Regions from separate parts of the Mus musculus genome. Here region 2 is linked to region 1. Evidence: chromatin contacts called from public HiChIP or PLAC-seq data. All regions are on one chromosome and are shown on one strand. Each heading gives the region's core, a stretch centred on a gene start, on an enhancer-like site or on the middle of the called end of the contact. The rest is flanking DNA. Distances are from core to core; before and after follow the strand shown.

Region 1 (5,271 bases), core at 370-2,869:
TCCCAGGCCACGGGCTCTTCCCTCGATCCCGCTCAATGCGCAAACATAACTGAAAGAAATAAAAGCATACCAGGCCTGGCTCTGTCTCCTCCGATTCTTTTCGGGACGAGAGAGAGAATGGGAAGGGTAAGATGCTCAAGTTCCTTCCTCATCATTTCTTGAAGTTGCTGACCTGTGTTTTCCTGTACGTGACTTCCATCCTGTTGGTTTCCGGGTCTTTCGGGGGCTGTGATGTCGAGGGACGGTACCACTAAAGCAGCCTTTAGATGCACCAGCTTCCCTCTGCGGATGCCAGGGCTACACAGAAAAACCTGGTCTCGGGAAAGAAAAAGTTGGAAAAATATTTCTGGATGTGTGAAAATTACATGAAACTCAAAATCTCCAATCCATAAGTTAATAATTCATTTATTTATTTTATTTTATTTTTGGTTTTTCCAGACAGGGTTTCTCTGTGTAGCCCTGGCTGTCCTGGAACTCACTCTGTAGACCAGGCTGGCCTCGAACTCAGAAATCTGCCTGCCTTTGCCTCCCAAGTGCTGGGACTAAAGGCGTGTGCCACTACACCGGGCAGTTCTATTGAAAGTCATCTGCACTAATTAATTTCGTGAGCTGCTTTCCTTTCAGGGTTATTACTATTCTGATTTTATACACACACACACACACACACACACACATATATATATATACACACACATATTTGTATATACATACATACACATAATTACTATATTACTACCCGCATATTAACACTTCCCAAAACTAAATAGCTATCACTAAGCCCTTGCAGAAAGTTTGCCTGGCTCCTGTTTAAACCATTGTATTATCCTGACTCAAAAACAAAACAAATGACAACAACAAAAATGGCTGGTATCAGAGTCACAGGTGCCAGTGGCCGTACTGAGCGGGGAAAGTACTTTCTGAAAAATGGTGGCGGAACATTTGAAGAATGATGGCAGAACATTCTCTCAGAAAAATTGACATCCAAGCTGAGAACTGGGTGAGGACATTAAGGGGAAGAGTGTTGCAGATTTCTCAAGGGCAGAGTCCTTGGAGCTGAATAAACACTGCCTACAAGTATTTGCTTGTGTAATGAATGAGTGTGGAAAGCAATGGACTTGAAGAGGATTGTGAAAGAAAAGTCTTTATGGATTTTATCATAGAGGCCTGAGTCCCTGCTGTGGGGGAGTGGTTTATTGGGGAATAGAGGGTGCCACAATGGCTTTGTGCAGAGCTGATTGACTCTTGTATAAGGATGGTGCCAGCATCTCCGCATAATCGTCTGGTGGGCGGGAGTATATTAGGCAGGGGACCACGCTGGGAAGACGAAGAGAGACCAGATCATACTCCAGATCATTAAGGATTTTAAACCCCCATGTAAGGCTTATTTATTGCCCTGGCCCTAGCAGAAGCAGGGGGTGCCGGGAAATGGCAGGCGAGGATGGGAAGGGGCAGGGGTGCTGGCGTTGGTTGGGAGGCGGGCCTGGCTGCCAAACGGAGAGACCCGAGCGCCGGGCGGAAACGCTACTCCGGCTGCTGGCGGAGCCCCCGCCTCTCAGTAGGCTGTCCCCGCCTCCTCCAGTCCCTCCACTCCCCAAACCCAGGAAGGCCGTGCAGGTTTCGAGCTGTGCTTTCGCTTTCCCTTCCCGCTGCCCACCCCAGGTTCCTCGTGCGGCGCTCACCACCACCCCCCGGCTCTGGCCATGGCCACACTGAGGGTCCATCCCGAAGCCCAAGCCAAGGTGAGCGTTGCGGGTTCGAGTGGGGAGTAGAGGCTTTAGAGAGGCGTGGTTCAGAGCAGACCAGAGCTCTGGGGGAGCCCACTTCCTAGCCCCCCTCACCTGAGTGGGGGTTGGGGGGGTTCTGCTCCCTAGCTACTGCCAGAAGCACCTGATCCCTTGGGAGTAGGTGAGGCGGCTGTGGTCCAGTGGGGTGAAATGGAGCCTAGAAGCTAGTGTGAAGTCTGCTGGCTTGGGGCCAGGGCTACACACAGAGACCTTGAGAGGGACTTGCCCTAGCCACCTCAGACTTTCCCTCGGAAAGGGCACGCACCTGCACTCTCTCTGCCCACTGTCTTAGGGTTCTGTTTGGTTTGAGACAGGGTCCCTCTATTATGTAGCTCTGGCTTTCCTGAAACTGGATATGTAGACCAGGCTGGCCTTGAACTCAGAGTTCCACCTGTCTGTACCTCTGGAGTGCTAGGATTAAAGGCCTGTGGTACCACGCCTGGCCACAGGGCTCTCTTATCGCCTCTTGCACAACTCTGGTGACCCAGAAATAAATAAATATATATATACATACACACACACACATACATATATATTTTTTGATTGTTTTGTTTTTCGAGACAGGGTTTCTCTGTGTAGCCCTGGCTGTCCTAGAACTCACTTTGTAGACCAGGCTGGCCTTGAACTCAGAAATCCACCTGCCTCTGCCTCCTGAGTGCTGGGATTAAAGGCGTGTGCCATCACACCCAGCTTGCCCAGAAATATTCTTATCCCCAAATTCAGCCTCCCTTGGGGATCCATTGAACTCTTCCCTGATTCAGGTGTGCTGAAAACTACCATACCACCCCAGGCCACCCTATATAGGGACCCATCTGACTTTCTTCAGATGTGGCTTCTCTATTCCCCAAGTCAGCCCCTACACCTAAAGGGAACTGTCCTCAAAAGAACTAGCCTTAAAGCTAGGTTTCTGAAGGGTTGCCTATCTATACCCTACAGGTGGATGTGTTCCGTGAAGACCTGTGTAGCAAGGTAAGACCTAACTCATCAGGGACCCCACCCCCACCCAGCTCCCCCAACTCTGGCCTCCCTCGCTGGGCAGTGTGAGCCCTTACATCACTGCCTTGGAAAGGGTGTTTGCTTCTGACCCTGTCCTCCTCCACTGTCTTACCCAGACAGAGAACCTGCTTGGGAGCTATTTTCCCAAGAAAATCTCAGAGTTGGATGCGTTCTTAAAGGTACTCGGGGGCTCCCCAGGCAAGGACTCAAGAGGAGCCCAGGGATGGGGGTGGGGTGAGATGAGAGGAACACCCTCATCTCCAGCCGTACCACTAGGAGCCAGCTCTCAATGAAGCCAACCTGAGCAATCTGAAGGCTCCATTGGACATCCCAGTACCCGATCCAGTCAAAGAGAAAGAGAAGGAGGAGCGGAAGAAGCAACAGGAGGCAAGCTGGGAGACCTGGGAGGTGGGCCAGCCATAGAGAGCATCAGCCTCAGTCCTGTCTTCCTCCCTACAGAAGGAAGAGAAGGAAGAGAAGAAGAAAGGGGACGAAGACGACAAAGGTACGGGGAAGCGAGGTGCTGGGAAGACACTGGTGACCCAGAGCTTCCAGGCTGCGGTTCTGCTTTCCCCTTTCCAAACTTCGCACGCCCAGTCATTCCCTGACCCACTGCGCGCTCTCTAGGTCCCCCCTGTGGCCCAGTCATTCCCTGACCCACTGCGCGCTCTCCAGGTCCCCCCTGTGGCCCAGTGAACTGCAATGAGAAGATTGTGGTCCTCCTGCAACGCCTAAAACCTGAGATCAAGGATGTCACTGAGCAACTCAATCTGGTGAGCTCTTCCGCCTTCGTCTCGGCTCCAGGCAGTGTCCTCAATGGTCCGGGCCAGGGCTCAATGTGGGCAGACGAGGGAAGACTGGGAACCTGGGAGTCGGGGTATGTATATGGAGGGGAAGGAAGGATGTGGTGATAAAGCCAAGACGCGTTCTTTGCTCCAAGGTCACTACCTGGTTGCAGCTACAGATACCTCGGATAGAGGATGGGAATAATTTTGGCGTGGCTGTCCAGGTAAGAGCACTGTCCCCTCAATCTACAGCCCTACTGTGCAACCAGCCTGAGCTTCCCCAGCTCTCCACTTTCTTCCTCAGGAAAAGGTGTTTGAGCTGATGACCAACCTTCACACCAAGCTGGAAGGCTTCCACACGCAGATCTCCAAGTGAGTGGCCTCATCACAACACCCTCAGCGCACTCTGCTTTGGGGACAGGCCCGGGGCGCCCGCCTTCTCTTTCCACTCTCTACATACTACTTCCACTTTCCACAGGTACTTCTCCGAGAGGGGTGACGCCGTGGCCAAAGCAGCCAAGCAGCCCCACGTGGTAGGTGAGGCCCAGGTCAGGCTGCTCCCGGGGAAGACAGATTTCAAGTCAGGGCTAACTGTTGAGTTTCTAACTGCAGGGTGACTATCGGCAGCTGGTGCACGAGCTGGACGAGGCGGAGTACCAGGAGATCCGTCTGATGGTCATGGAGATCCGAAATGCTTATGTGAGGAAGGGGGAGGAGGGCGGGGGTGGACAGAAGCACCTTCCCCAGACCATCAAATTTCTGACCAAGCAGTCTTGGGGTGGAGGATGACAACAGCTAAAAATGGGATACAGAACTACCGGGGGGCCCGTGGCTGACCTCCACCACTCTGTGCTCCGATAGGCTGTGTTATATGACATCATCCTGAAGAACTTTGAGAAGCTCAAGAAGCCCCGTGGAGAAACCAAGGGAATGATCTATTGAGCCCCCTCTCTCATTCTGTGATGGGTATAGCAGAAACCTTCCTGCTTTTCACCAGGAACTCTAGACTGGACGCAGTCTTCTTCCTACTGGCTGGGGTTTCTCCCTCACTCTGCCTCCCAAACACAATAAATACATAGTTGCCCACCAGCCCATGTCTTTATTGTATGTGGACCCTTCTGACTTAGGCATTTCCATCTGTGGAACCACTCCATTGAGTGATTTGAGTGTTAAGCCGCTGGTTGGTCCAGTCCTGCCGAATGTCATCAAGATGGCAGTCAAAGTCCACAAGATGCTGGTGAGCCCGGCCCTCCAACAGCGCACCCACCATCTGTCGTGACTCCTCCCAATCTCTCCACATCACTCTGAAATTGAAAACACGGATGTGAAACAATGGGGCTAGACACTGACTTAAGGACTGTGTCTGGAGAAGCCGTAGGGCAGGGACAAAAGAAGCCTCAAGTGTTGAGTGTCCAAGAGACAGAGGGAAGGGAGCACTCACAAGTTCTTGTCCTTGGGCACCCACTGAAGACCCTGGTTCTCCAGGACAATGACTGGAGGTACACGAGGCCGAGTCACCAATTTCTTATTATCCAGCTGGGTGAACAAAGGGTGAGAGTCTTAAGGACCCTCCCCCACTCCCTCCCCACCTCCCCACTCTAAAGCCCCAGTCTCACCATAATAAGCACTGCCCTGGGGAAGAATTCTGCAATTCGCCCAGCGATTTTCAAGGCCAGAGGCCCGGGGCTGTGTAGAGGGAAGATCAG
Region 2 (4,990 bases), core at 1,735-4,234, 890 kb before region 1:
GGGTGCAAACATCACTCTTTGTCCTTCAGCTTTCTTGTCACAAACTCTCCTCCTTAAGTCCTTACATGCCTATAGACCTTCAGAAATGAAGCCAGTCCAATACTTCCTGTGCTTTCTGTCATATTCTCTAGCAGGAAATGCTTATTTCCCTTACAGTAAGTCCCTTAGTAGCCAATGGCCACAGACAAAATGTGGATTATAAGTCTGAGAAAACAAGCGTATGTGCTGCACAACCTTTGTTGATACAAGTAAAACTGCACAGTCTAAAGTGCGATCCAAAATACAACTATGACGGAACTATCTTAGGTTTTTTCTTAATTGGTTTTTAAAGATTATTTTACACGCCTGAATGTTTTAACTGCATGGATGTGTGTGCCTATAGCAGAGGAGGATAGAGGAGGATATAGGATACCTTGGAATTGGAGTTATGGATGTCTGTGAGCCACCATGTAGGTGCTGGGACCCAAACCTGGGTCCTCTATAAAGGGCACTACCGAGTCATCTTCTCAGCTTCATTTATGTGTGTATGTACATGTATCTGTGAGTGCATGCTTGTGTTTGTGTGCTCAGTCATGTTCTCAGGAACCGAGGAGACATTAGATCCCATGGAACTGGAGCTACAGGTGTGTGTGAGCCATCTGATATAGTGCTGAGATCTTGAGCTCTGGTTTGAGTCATTGAGCAACAAGCACTCTTGACTACTGAGCTATCTCTCCGGGCCGTTAGGTAGCCTTTTAACGCTGTGTAACCTCCCAGAGCTGACTAGATGATGGGCCTAGATTTGAATGAGGTATTAGGGAACAGGAAGCACCTTTTCCAGTGTCCTGGGCCCACACCAATGCATTTTCCTTTAAGTGTGTGACACACTAAATGAAGGGTTTAAAAGCTGAAAAACGCCCTACAAGATGATATAGTGTAGAAACTTGTATTTTGTTTTTAACTATACGATAATGTCTTCAAAATAAAACATTTGTAGAAATCTGGGGGATGGAGCACAAGCCCATTACACCAGCACTAGGGAAGCTGGGCAGGGGACTGCCCTGAGTCTGAAGATAGAATAGCTTGAGTGCTCAGCCATTCTGGCTACACAGAGATACTCTGATTCAACTTTACAACAATAACAACAACAACAAAAACATTTATGCACAAACTCTTAGAAGAAAGTTTTTTTCCTAAGACAAACCGGCAGAGTAGTTATAAAACAATGACCTAAGTCAGACTACTCTTCCTATTACAGGTAAAGAAACAAAGGACTCCAAGTGTTAAGTATCTTGTCCTAAGTAATCAAAGTATTAAAGATGTTTAAGAGAAACTACAGATTGTTAAGCAGTTAGTCCTAGAACTAGGGGGTTACTAATAAGGTATCAAATTCTTTCAAATAAAACTGTATTTTTTAAATTCTTTTTCTTTTTTTAAACTCCATGTCTTTATACAAAATTGAGGTTGATTAGAATTCAACTGTCTGAGGGCTGGAGAGATGGCTCAATGGTTAAGAGGCCTGGCTGCTTTTATAGAGGACCCAGGTTCAATTCTGCACCCATATGGTGGCTCACGGCTGTCTGTAACTCCAGTTCCAGAGGATTTGACATCCTCTTCTGGCCTCTGTGGGGACCCTTTGGGAGGCAAATCACCCATACACATAAAATAAAAATAAACCTTAAAAAAAAAAAAAAGACATCAACTGTCTAGTGTGAGATCACTTGCAATAAAAATAGTTTAAGAAAATACTGCTTCTGATGACAAGGAAAACAACACCATGTCTTCCCATTTACTTACTATAGTCTCCAAATAGCCCATTCTATCTAAACAAACCTTTTCTCTTACCTGTGAATTTGGCTGGAATGCAGCATGGGGTGTTGAGTGTTTTTGTAAATTTTCTAGCATTAGAGCCTGGTATAAAGAAGAGCAAAAATCAGAAACCGGGAGGGGGAACAAAAACGCAATCCAGGTCTCTACCTCTCCCACAGCCTTCTCATTCAATTACTTAAATATACATTTATACTATATTCCTTTCACCGAGACTAAAAGCCCTTTATTAATACTGTTCTCATTCATCTTCATAAGTCTCTTAAAGGTAGCCATGGTTACTGCTCCCAAATGTAAAACACAGGCACACAAAGAATCAGTGACCTGGCTATGTCACAAAAATCAGCAAAAATGACAGAATCGGAACTAGAATCTCTATTATTGTCTGCAATTTTGACTAGGAGCCACTTCTAAATCCGGTAATACAGGCAAAAAAAAAATTCCAAGTACTCAGAACAAGTTTCAAATCACATAAAACCAACAAGAGGCTAATTTGGATTTGACTATTATTTGATTAGTTTTTCAGAACTACAACTACTTAACTGAACTTGCACAACTTCCAGCAGTGTAACACCCGGACAAATAAAATGTATTAAAAATTTCACAGGGAAACTAACCACAGACCTTGTAACCAGTGGTCTGACCTAATCCACACCCACCCACAAACTGTCAGCTTCGGGATAAGCAACGGTCTGTCAACTCAAACCCTGAACTGACCCAGAGTCCCCATCAGTATTACGAGTCACGTATGCTAATGAACTCTAATAACACTAGTTCAGCTCACCTTCTTTCCCTCCATTTACACCAAAGCGATACACAGTATGTGTACCTCCCGACAAGCTCACCCTCACTACTCAAACCGACACAAAATCCCCAGCCTAAAGTAATCTGTCTCACCTCTCGTACCAATAGCCACCAAATACTTATCCAGACTGCTGCTCGATTCCCTATAAATTAGACAGCCGTCTCTGACCAAGTCTTTCTATCAAGGTTTCCTTTCACTTAATCTAGTCGAGCGGACATTTTTTACCCTATCACAAATGTCCTATTGCAGACATAGACAGCAACCCCATCCGCCCAACTGTATCCCTAACTCGGACCCAGCCCTGCTCGCCCCCTTAAGGCCAGCCACACCGGTGGTTGTAGAGGGATTTAACTCCTTCTGCAGCGCATGCGCCGACAACACAGACACAAACAAGGAGGGGGTGGGGGAAGAAGGAAGGAGCTTAAGACACTCCGGGAGAGTAGCGCGCACCCTCCCATTTTGGGCTCGCGCCGCTGCCGTTAAGGCGGGAACCGGCGTTATCTCTATCCCAGCGCCAGCCACACCAACCACCGTGCGCGTGGATCTGCAGGCTCGCGCTGGCGGCCTGAGAGAGCTCGCGCCGAGCCCGGACACTGCGCCTGCGCCGCGGCGGAGACTCGTCTCTACCGGGTCCGCTCCCCTCCGACACCTCGGCAACGCTGACTTCTCACCCCTTTGAGCCGCTTGACCAGGGCACTCTTCTGCCCGCTCTTGGCTAGGCCTCGCTGCTCCAGTGCGGCCTTCAGGTCGGTCACCCGCAGAGCCTGAAGAGGCTTCCCGTCCAGAGTCACCTCCTCCAGCTCCGCCATCTTGCGTGAGGTACTCGGGTCCGTCCCGACGGCTTCGGGCATCTTCGGTAATTTCCGCCAACGCCCTTCGAACGGACCGGATTGGCCCCGCCCACTGCCATAGTCTACCCCTCTATTACCGCTCAGAATTCCCCGGGTTTCTCCGGAGCTGTTCGGTCGTTTCCGTCCCCACATCGGTACCAATCGGCTTTTTCCATCTACCTAGCGGCTGGCCCCTCCCATCTGGCTTTCAGGCTCGTTTGTTTTCGGCTTGCCGGGGCTTTGAATCGAATCTCTTCGGAAGCCCTCGAATCTGGCATACCCATAATCGGAGATATTCGGCTATCTCCGGACCTGGGGGCCGGGGCGCTGGGGCACTTGGGTATTTGGGGCTGGTTCCGGACCGGAAGTGCGTGGGTTACTGGGGGCTGGCTCTGCTTCGGGTTTTCAGGAAACATGGAAGAGGCTCGGAGAGTTGGAGCAGGAGCTGAAGGACTCTTGTGATCTCTGGGCGTCTTCCAAGGGGAAAAGGAAGGTAAGAGGAAAAGAAGTCTCTCCTAGGCCAGATGAGACTTGGTGTCTGCAGGTTTTTGGGGACCCCTCCTGCTTCCATCTTCTATATCCCGGCCATTCTGTGTAAGAAATACTTTGTCCTGTGGGGCTAAGGAATGAGAGACCTGCGGCTTCCTACGTGGGAAAAAGAAAAATCAGGTCTTTTGAGTTTATTAATGACAATAACCATGGAAGCCATGTAGCAAGACCCTGGGTTAAAAATTACCTTTCTCTGAAAAAGAGAAGTTTTAGGAGAAACTTCTCCCTGTAGAGCCACTTTGAAACTGGCAGTCACCCTGAACCGGGACTTAGAACTTACGTTTAGGGATTCTATTCTTTGTCGATACAAATCTTCCAACTTGAAGAGGTAGGAACAGCAGTAGTAATTACGGTCATAGAGAGGTGAAGGTTTTCGTTGTTGGAGAAACAAACTGTAGGACGGAAACATTTTGGAATAAGTTGGCTTACATTTGCACACATAATGCAAAGTCAGTGGCACTTGCAGGTATAAACCATTAAGGAAAACTGTTCAGAGATGTGCATCAATAGCACACTTTTTAGGCCAAGTCAAGAAAGCAAAGGCATTTTTTTTTTCAGAACCTGAAAAAAGTTAGTGTGGCTTCTGATTTTCTGCTACCTTATTTGAGACAAGACTTAGCCTGCTCTAAAGTTTACTGGTGTGGTACAGAATTTAATAAGGGGGTCATAGAACATAAATTTTTTAAAACAGATTTCAGAGACTGTGTACGCATTGCACAGAGGGTTCTTGCATCATGTCTCTCCAACACACACACACTTGTGTAACTGTGGAACAAACTGTTAGGGCCAGTTGCTTGTACCAAAGTTTAAAAAGCTGCACACTTTAATTTTAGAGAGAGAGCAAGCAAGATGTGTTTTCTGTGTGGGTTTTGATCATTTCTTTCTTTACTACCCAGGTTGCCTCAGCTGCTTGCCTTTCCTTATTATGTGTTTGGTTCTTTTCAAGACAGGGTTTCTCTGTGTAGCCCTAGCTGTGTTAGAACTCATTCTGTAGACCAGG

The links. HiChIP or PLAC-seq counts read pairs in DNA pulled down with a chosen protein or histone mark.
Region 2: an H3K4me3 HiChIP or PLAC-seq map of bone marrow-derived macrophages shows a contact between it and region 1, with 5 times the contacts expected there. The contact joins the promoter of 1700123O20Rik here to the promoter of Psme1 in region 1. A contact is called at or near these places in 3 of 39 promoter capture datasets (the 3T3-L1 cell line, the C10 cell line and embryonic stem cells), 1 of 115 datasets of contacts at active chromatin or transcription factors (bone marrow-derived macrophages) and 1 of 9 other capture datasets (liver).

Annotation. Positions count from the first base shown.
Region 1 is chr14:55,576,875-55,582,145 of GRCm38.p6, forward strand. It overlaps Psme1 (proteasome (prosome, macropain) activator subunit 1 (PA28 alpha)), which reads left to right and starts at 1,620. Exons shown (of 11, transcript NM_011189.1): 1 at 1,620-1,739; 2 at 2,721-2,753; 3 at 2,897-2,959; 4 at 3,057-3,167; 5 at 3,240-3,285; 6 at 3,456-3,553; 7 at 3,721-3,789; 8 at 3,870-3,937; 9 at 4,044-4,098; 10 at 4,178-4,264; 11 at 4,427-4,653. The coding sequence starts at 1,701. The coding sequence ends at 4,507. It overlaps Fitm1 (fat storage-inducing transmembrane protein 1), which reads left to right. Exons shown (of 2, transcript NM_026808.1): 2 at 1-78. The coding sequence ends at 53. Emc9 (ER membrane protein complex subunit 9) reads right to left here. Exons shown (of 5, transcript NM_033146.1): 3 at 5,182-5,251; 4 at 5,007-5,101; 5 at 4,650-4,869. The coding sequence ends at 4,689.
Region 2 is chr14:54,683,187-54,688,176 of GRCm38.p6, forward strand. It overlaps 1700123O20Rik (RIKEN cDNA 1700123O20 gene), which reads left to right and starts at 2,985. Exons shown (of 2, transcript NM_021437.2): 1 at 2,985-3,934. It overlaps Acin1 (apoptotic chromatin condensation inducer 1), which reads right to left and starts at 3,745. Exons shown (of 19, transcript NM_023190.3): 1 at 3,283-3,745; 2 at 1,825-1,890. The coding sequence starts at 3,594.